Linked DNA regions of Mus musculus: regions 1 and 2 are each linked to region 3. A link is a contact called in public Hi-C and HiChIP or PLAC-seq data. All regions are on one chromosome and are shown on one strand. The core of a region is the stretch at or near the end of the contact, and the rest is flanking DNA. Distances in the headings are between cores, read along the strand shown.

Region 1 (2,700 bases), core at 69-2,568, 350 kb before region 3:
GGGTCTACAGTATCATAATTTGGGACCTTCCTGTGTTAAAAAAAAAAAAAATGAAAAGAACTTAGATATTTTTTCCTCTCAGAATCTACTTTTGAAAAAGTATAAAATTTTTGTGACTTTTCTTTGATATTCAAGCCAACCCAAGGATAAGCTTGTCATTTATGGGATAAATTTAACAATAGTAAAGCATTCTCAAATCAAGTCCTGTGGTAGAGTGCCAAGGTGGCTAAGGAGTGATATTTCATGGACAAATGCAAGTTCCTCACCCACTTCATCGTAAGTGCACATTTTCAAGGGAAACTAGTTACTACTGTTAAAATATTTCCCCTTTCTCTTTTTATTAATAGTATTGGTAAATTCATTTGGAGAGAGCAGGTTATGTGATATGCTTTGAACTGAACTCAGGAACTTTCAATCAGTTTTCAGCCAGTGTGGGAAGAGGAAAAATCCACTTAATTATTTGACCCTTATTGGTGATTAACACTCTGTACTGCAATGGTGAGACTAAGCCCCCAGTCTTCACTTTTTCTTGCTCCATTTCTATCATGGAACCCTGTTCAAACCTTAATTCGGGCAGGAAAAGATTGCTACTGCCCCCTGCTGGCTCACTGTCCTTTTCTTTCCCTTTTGGTATTTACTTGCGACTTGAGGATGCCCCAAGATTTTATGCACTGAACAGTAGAACGAACTTTCCCAAGTAGGAAGATAGATCAGTTAGGAACAAGAGGCTAAAATCAAAACAAAACACTCAAGAGCTGAGAAAGGCAGAAGATATTCTAAATTGCTGATCTCCGCGCACCTTTTTTTTTTTTTTTTTTTTTTTTTTTTTTGTACGTGAAAGCTTCTCTATGCCGAGGAAATACACTCTCCACTTCAGCCTTCAGCACAGGACTTCGCTTTTCCTCTAGCTTCCGCTGACTAGATGTTGACTTCCTATATCCCTATTATAATTTCAGTTCCCTGGATCTTGTTCTCTGTTGTCCTAGTTTACTTTTCTGATACTTTTAATCCTCTTTCAGTCTCTTCTGCTTCAAACTCCTTTCCCGCCTACCCACAGGCATTTCTGGGAGCTCGACCCTAGCCTCACCTTTTCCCTCTACACAGACTCTAGCCATAGTTGTTATCGCACTCCTTTCAGTAGCCCCTTACCAAAGAATCAGTCACTCTGCATTTCAACAGCAGGCTCATCTCCTCTCAAAAGCCTCTCTCCGACCCCCGCCCCAAGCTACTGAAAAAGGAAACATGCGCACTTCAGAGCTAGGAGCTGTCCGAGTGCTGAAATTTATAGGCTGGGTAAGATCACGTCTCCGTCTCTTTCTGTAGCTCTCATTCCAGCACAGGATCGCAGCATTTTTTCCCTCTTTCCCCCAAACACTTCAATATACAGAGTCTTTTCTTCTCCCTCATTTGCAACTTCTTTTTAAAAGAGAACATTTCCTAAGGAGAGGGGCTTTGCTGAATAGAAAAGATATAAAACAAAAGCTACAGCAGCCTGACTTCCAGCGTGGCATTGTCACCAGCCCCCTTTGCATGGTGATGCGATTAAGGTAACAGCATTTTTATTATTCAGGAAAAGCAGCTAGGGGATTCATCAGTTCTGAGGCTTTGTCTCTCCTGGGCTAACTGATGGTTCTGAGTCTTGGTTTGACCTGACCATGATGCCCAAGACTGGCACTTTTTGTTTTTTCTCAGCAAACTGTACAACCCCAAATCTCTTTTTGATTTTCAAGGAAACTAGATTCCTGCCAGATTTTGAGTCTGGACAATAAATAGGCACTTTGTCCTAGTCTCCTTTCTGGAATCATTTCGGGATATTTTCCACAACCATCACAGAAACAGGAATGTACCGGCAGCTAGTGAACATTTTGACAGCCTTGTTTGCATTTTTCTTAGGGACAAACCACTTCAGGTAGGTGAAATGATTTTGCATGCTTATATTTTCCACATGAAAACTGTTTGAAAGAGAAAGTATGTAATGATCTGTCTATTTGTTCCCTAAATCCTACTATTCCAATGTCGGAGAGGAGAGTTTGCTTTCTTTTGTTCATTAAAAAAAAAAAAAAAAAAGCTTAATTATGGTGGGAGGGAGGCAAATGTTCACCAAAGCAAGTTTTATGTTATATAGCTGCACTTTATGCATTTTGGCACACATTTTCGCCGTCAATGTGATATTAAGATTAGACTAGTGAGTTGTGTGCTCTTTACATTACTGTGTAAGGTTGATATCTTTAGCTTTCAAATTCTTCTGGAAGTCATTTAAAGGGATTATTGGGTGCAATGTTCCTTTTTTCATATGGTGGAAGTGATTGGATTAATTCCCCAGGAGCACGCTCATTTGATGTAAAATAAATAAGAACGCTGATTCTCAGCCAACTTGGGACTTCTCTTATATCTCACTAACTAAAATTGTACTATGAAGTCTATGATTTAGACATTTTTTTCAAGTAGTAAATATCTTTATGCAACTCTATCCTCTTGTTCGGTCTATTTGAGAATTGATTGCATATCAAAATTTAATTAAAAATGACATCTTTGTACTTATGTCTGTATGAGAAATGGGGTGTGGATAATTAAAACAAGTGAGATGTCATATTTGCATGCTTGTATTCTCTATATAATTTACTAATTGTGAAATCAATTGATACTTCAATCAGTTTTATTGGCAGTGAGTGAAATATCCAGTTAATGACATAGAGTCTA
Region 2 (2,700 bases), core at 147-2,646, 440 kb after region 3:
GCCAAAGCTAGAATTAAAAGGCCATCCTTTTCCTGTCCTTTTCTCTTGCTTTCTTCATTTATCATAACATGAATTATGCTAGCCATGTACACCTACTCCAAAACAAGAAAAATATTGGAAAGCAACAACACACTAGTCTACATAATAGGTTAGACTGCCATCTGAAAACAGATAGAATGCTTACTTGTTTTAAAAGAAGGCATCATGAAACCAAGCTTACATTCTTCATTCTTTAAAGTGGATATCTGAAGGGTTTTAATGCTGTAAACAAAACAAAACAAAACAAAACAAAACAAAACAAAACAAAACAAAACACGTAACCAAAAGCCACTTGGGGAGGAATAGGTTTATTTTGCCTATTGTTTCCATATTACAATTCATCATCAAAGTCAGGGCAGGAACCTGGAGGCTCCTAGTGTATAGGCCATGGAGGTGTGCTGCTTAATAGCTTGTTCATCATAGTTTGCTGTTTTCTTATAGAACTCAAGATCACCAGCCCAGAGCTTGGCATGGAAGGTGAGCTGGGCACAGGCTTAAGGCGTTTTTCTCAATTGAAGTTGCTTCCTCTCCAGTGACTTTCGTTTATGTCAAGTTGCCATAAACCTAGCCAGGACAGTGGGGAGGGGTGTTTAAGTGTCATTTATACAGCTTTGATGATATAACTGCTTGCACTGCATTGGTTAACAAAGCATTCATAGATGTACACCACTAGTAAATGCAATCACATCCATATTCATAAAGGTGGCTCGTTTAAAGAAGGACTTCTTTCTACCGCTAAGTGAAGTGCTTTTACATTTCCCTAAATTGCGACAAGGGGCATTGTGCTGACATTTTTGGGACAATGACCATTTGCTGTATGGATTTATGACTTGCTTAATTGTAATATTCTTCTAGTAATTCTGTTAGTTTTGGATTACGATAGAAAGGGTTTATCAGAAACATTTTACATGAGACACCAGGCTACTGTTTGTGTGTGTGTGTGTGTGTGTGTGTGTGTGTGTGTGTGTGTGTGTATGTGTGTACCCTGTTCATGTTTATATGTTTAGTATGTATGCATGAACATTTGTCCCTTTCTGTGTGGAGACGAAAGGTCAACACTAAGTGTCCTCCTCCCTCGAATGCTCCTCCCCTTCTTTTCCTTTGAGACAGGATCTCTTCCTAAACCTGCCTGCAATTTGCCATTTTGGCTAGATTGCCTTTGCCCCTGCTCCAAGTAGGTGGAAAAGTGTGCGTTGCTGTGCCCGACTATTGCATGGGTTCCGGGGATCATCCTGGGTACTTGGTTGCCATGCCTACACTTTCTGGGCCAATTTCCTAGCCCTAAACTGATGTTTTCTGAAAAACACTAGCAAAATTGCTCACGGCTCCTGCCCCTTGGCAAAAGGCTGACTACAATGTAAGAGCTAGGAAACCGTATCTGTTGTTAGACTATGCCAATCTCATTAACTTTTCCTCCTTAGTGTCTAGAATAGTGACTGCCACCGACAAAGCCACTCACTAAATAATCCCTGAATAAACAAACTCAGTGACTGAATGGAACGGAATAAACTAGAAAAATGCAGGAATGCCTCTGTTCATTAGCTATCTATAAATTCTGAGTAGAGAAAAGATAGTCCAGTTAAAAGCCAGACAGACTGGGGGGTAAGGGGGGTTTTTATTCAAACTAGAAATATATGGGTTATAGAACCAAAGAAAGAAACCATTGTCGGTAGAATCTATTATCACAAAGTTTTCATTCCCAAATGGAAATTTCCAGAGGCTCTGTTGTAAACCATTTTGTGACTGGACATTTATGAGTAGCAAGGCTTTTGCTTTAGGAAGTATGTGCCAATAGCGCCATCTTCTGGAATAACTTGTGATTTTTAGAAGCGTATTCTAGGCATTTTCTTTTTTTTTTCTTTTTTGTTTTTCTTATTAGATATTTTCTTTATATACATTTCAAATGCTATCCCAAAAGTTTCCTATACCCTCCCCCCCCCGCCCTGCTCCCCTACCCACCCACTCCCACTTCTTGGCCCTGGCATTCCCCTGTACTGGGGCATATAAAGTTTGAAATACCAAGGGGCCTCTCTTCCCAGTGATGGCCGAATAGGCCATCTTCTGCTACATACATAACCATCTAGAGACACGAGCTCTGGGGATACTGGTTAGTTCATATTGTTGTTCCACCTATAGGATTGCACACCCCTTCAGCTCCTTATGGCTTGCTCTAGCTTCTCCACTGGGGGCCGGTGTTCCATCTTATAGATGACTGTGAGCATCTACTTCTGTATTTGCCAGGCACTGGCATAGCCTCATACCAGGGTCCCTTCAGCAAAATCTTGCTGGCATATGCAATAGTGTCTGGGTTTGGTGGCTGATTGTGGGATGGATCCCCAGGTGGGGTAGTCTCTGGATAGTCCATCCTTTCGTCTTAGCTCCAAACTTGGTCTCTGTAACTCCTTTCATGGGTATTTTGTTCCATATAGCAAGTTAAATTAAGAAGCACCAGAAAATTATAACGGATATATCTTTCAAGATCATGTAGACCATATGTAATCTCATATGTAACGATTTCCCTTAAATGACTGCAATATTTTCTTTATAATGATATTAATGGAACCTCAAAATTCATCTCTCAAAACAAGAACTACAACCATCCACACTAGGTTTTGTGTAAATCTGAAATGGAAAAGCAGTTAAAATCCATTAACTATCTCA
Region 3 (2,700 bases), core at 176-2,675:
ATTCATCTGTGTACCACGCCCGCGAGAGCACGCACACACACACTCGAGCACCCCCCACACACACACATGGGTATAATGAACAAGTAATTTATGAAACAGATGACTACAGATTTTAACCCAGCAATGAACTGAACTGTGTTTCTTTGGCAACTGCATTTCCAACCTGACCCCATATGAAACAATACTACAACCGGGAAATATATACTGCACTCCTATTTGCAACATAAAAATTAAGAACTTGAATGATTACCATTAAGAAAATAAACAGATGGAATATCACACTACAGTTAAAAGGAATGTAATCCTTACCATGATGGTTGACTTTTAGTAAAGAATATGGGTATCAAAGTAGGGAAGTGGGAGTCTAGGGGAGCTCGGAGTTACTCAAATATTTTTATGAAAGTTTTCAAACAAACTTTAAACAATGTGTTCAAATTTTCCCATAAAAACAAATATTGAAAACGCTTTGGGAAAAGATGTTAACTGCCTTTTTAAGGTCAACCAGCTACAGACTAGGTAAAACGTGGGTTGTCCTTTTTGGCAGAGGGGCAGGGCTGCTGAGGCTGGAACTTGAGGTCTCCAGCATGTGCTGGACCTGTGATCGACATCCCCAGTGCCTGGGAAAACGTTTTCTCTAATTGCCAGTACAAGTAGTCTTCAGTGTTGGTCAGTTTTTAAGAAAGGCAGCATTGTTATGTTCAACTAAGCCACCAAAGCTAATAGTTTGTTGTAGTACTTTATAAATCTAAGCTTTCACCAGTCTCGGCAATGTTTGCATTTCACCCTGGATAAGTATTGCGACCTGTCCTGCAAGCTTGGCAGCATCGTTGGCTTCTCCCCATTAGAAATCAGCTACACTCCCATTCTAGAGCGGTGACACCCACAAATGTCACTTACATGGCAGGAACAAGAGTCTACCCCCACCTCGTTAAGAACAAGTAACTCAAAATAACATCTTTCCTTTTAACTTTCTATAACCACTTAACTCAGAGTTCAAAGACGGTTGCCTTGTGAGCGTCTCCCAGTCCACAACTGTGGTGGTTATACCTGTAACCAGGATCAGAGAGACTGACACAGAAAACTCATGTCTGAGAAGGGAGGCCAACCTAGGCTACAGACCAAGTTGCCAGCACTATAAAGCCAGACACCACAGCCAAAAGAAAAGAACCTTAACAGAAATAATCGCCGAATATAGCGAATACTCACAATGCAAGTTATCTGCGAGCGGTCAGGAGAAAACCAAACCAAACCAAAACCAGTTCTCCAAGGCTGCCAAATTGCCACGTTCCAGTTGCACCAAAGGACTCCAAACCTCCCGCCCGCGCATTGCACGCTGGGACAACCGGCCCAATAGTTGCCTGAACAACTCAGGCGGCAAAGCCTGCAGGAGGTGGTAGCCAGAGGGGACCTGGGAGGGGCGGAGCCTCCGAGGGCTGGAAGCAAATGGCCAGCTGAGCTGTAGGGGCTGAGCTTCAGGGAAAAGCATCAGAGTGCTCCAGGCTACTTGGGGCGGGACACCGGTGCCAGGAGGTCGTCGGAAGGCGGGGTTTCTCCTTTAGAGAAGCAAGTGGGAGCCCAGCAGAGCACTTATTCCCGCCTCTACCCCGGACAACACTATGGGATTGGACAGTGTGGAGGCACTTCCTTCTACGTTCCGGTGTCACGCGACCCCCTCCCCCCCTCCCTCCCTTCTTGATCTACCTTTGGGCTGGGCTGGCTGGTGATGAGACACTTGGCTGCAGGCTGTGGAAGGAGCGACGGGTACAACCACAATAGGTTCCGCGACTGTGACCATGGCCGAGGTGAGCAGCACCTCATCGCTGCCTGGGCCGTGAGCCTGGAAGACAGCTTCCAGGCCCAGGGCCCGTGCGCTCCGGTGCAGGTGAGCTGTGTTGGGAGTGATCTGGGTAAGGACCGAGAGCATCTTAAGGTTTTGTTGTGTCTCCTATCCAGAATAACGCTCAGAATAAAGCCAAGCTAATCTCAGAGACCCGGCGGAGATTCGAAGCTGAGTATGTGACAGGTAAGCATGCTTTCTGTGACTTAAAGTGGGGTGTGCAGTGAGCATATCCAACTTTTACTGGTGTGTTTGTGGGTGTTTTGACGGGAGATGTTAAGAGACCTTTCCAACCTTCACTGGAAAGATGCTGTACATGTTTCAAAGGTTTTGCCATACTGTGTGCGCTGCTTTACTTGGGCAGATGGTGGGCTTCCTTTAAACGGTTAGTGAAAGTTAGAAATCAAAATGCCTAGCATCTCCTTATATCCATGGGCCTCACAGGCTATGAACATATTGGCCAATGACATAGGTGACACTGTTCAGTTCATGGCTCCTTCGCTGGCCTTTCACCAGAAAACGAACCTGGAAACTGCCATTGTACTGTTGCCATATAGTTTGTACATAATTTGGTAATCCAGTTCCTTTTATTTTGCTTAATTCCGCTTCTTAAAACCAAAAGTGCTACGCACAAGTTCTCGCTCCACACTGTACTTAAAAGTTTCTGTAAGTGCAGAACTGGTTTATTGGTTGAATAATCTGGTCACTGTCATAGAATCTTGTCAAGTACTTAATCTGCTGACTTAGTGCTTGTACATTGTTTTTAAACATTTGGAATAAGTTGCCTTGATTGATACTAATGTAGCCCCCTTCCACAAAATAGCTTACTTCCATGTTCCGAGTTCCTGTTTCCATATCTATGA

The links. A called contact is a pair of places that touch in the nucleus more often than the background predicts. HiChIP or PLAC-seq counts read pairs in DNA pulled down with a chosen protein or histone mark.
Region 1: a Hi-C map of cerebellum shows a contact between it and region 3, with 3 times the contacts expected there. The contact joins the promoter of Glra2 here to the promoter of Fancb in region 3. A contact is called at or near these places in 1 of 484 Hi-C or Micro-C datasets (cerebellum) and 1 of 115 datasets of contacts at active chromatin or transcription factors (forebrain).
Region 2: a contact with region 3 is called in an H3K4me3 HiChIP or PLAC-seq map of stem cell-derived neural progenitor cells, with 3 times the contacts expected there. The contact joins the enhancer-like site here to the promoter of Fancb in region 3. A contact is called at or near these places in 7 of 39 promoter capture datasets (the HPC-7 cell line, cranial neural crest, embryonic stem cells and 3 more), 3 of 484 Hi-C or Micro-C datasets (muscle stem cells and uterus), 4 of 115 datasets of contacts at active chromatin or transcription factors (astrocytes, embryonic forebrain, fibro-adipogenic progenitors and 1 more) and 1 of 9 other capture datasets (pancreatic islet).

The regions. Positions count from the first base shown.
Region 1 is chrX:165,326,011-165,328,710 of GRCm38.p6, reverse strand. It overlaps Glra2 (glycine receptor, alpha 2 subunit), which reads left to right and starts at 1,318. Exons shown (of 9, transcript NM_183427.5): 1 at 1,318-1,909. The coding sequence starts at 1,842.
Region 2 is chrX:164,540,752-164,543,451 of GRCm38.p6, reverse strand. No RefSeq gene overlaps it. Among named protein-coding and RNA genes, the nearest start is that of Asb9, 44 kb to the right of the region's middle. Within about 2 kb of position 1,396, at least 1 of the 459 cell types and tissues checked has an H3K27ac peak or open chromatin away from gene starts, as enhancers often do. A contact at or near this core is called in stem cell-derived neural progenitor cells, where this site is marked.
Region 3 is chrX:164,979,317-164,982,016 of GRCm38.p6, reverse strand. Fancb (Fanconi anemia, complementation group B) reads right to left here and starts at 1,425. Exons shown (of 9, transcript NM_001146081.1): 1 at 1,207-1,425. It overlaps Mospd2 (motile sperm domain containing 2), which reads left to right and starts at 1,642. Exons shown (of 15, transcript NM_029730.4): 1 at 1,642-1,802; 2 at 1,954-2,023. The coding sequence starts at 1,794.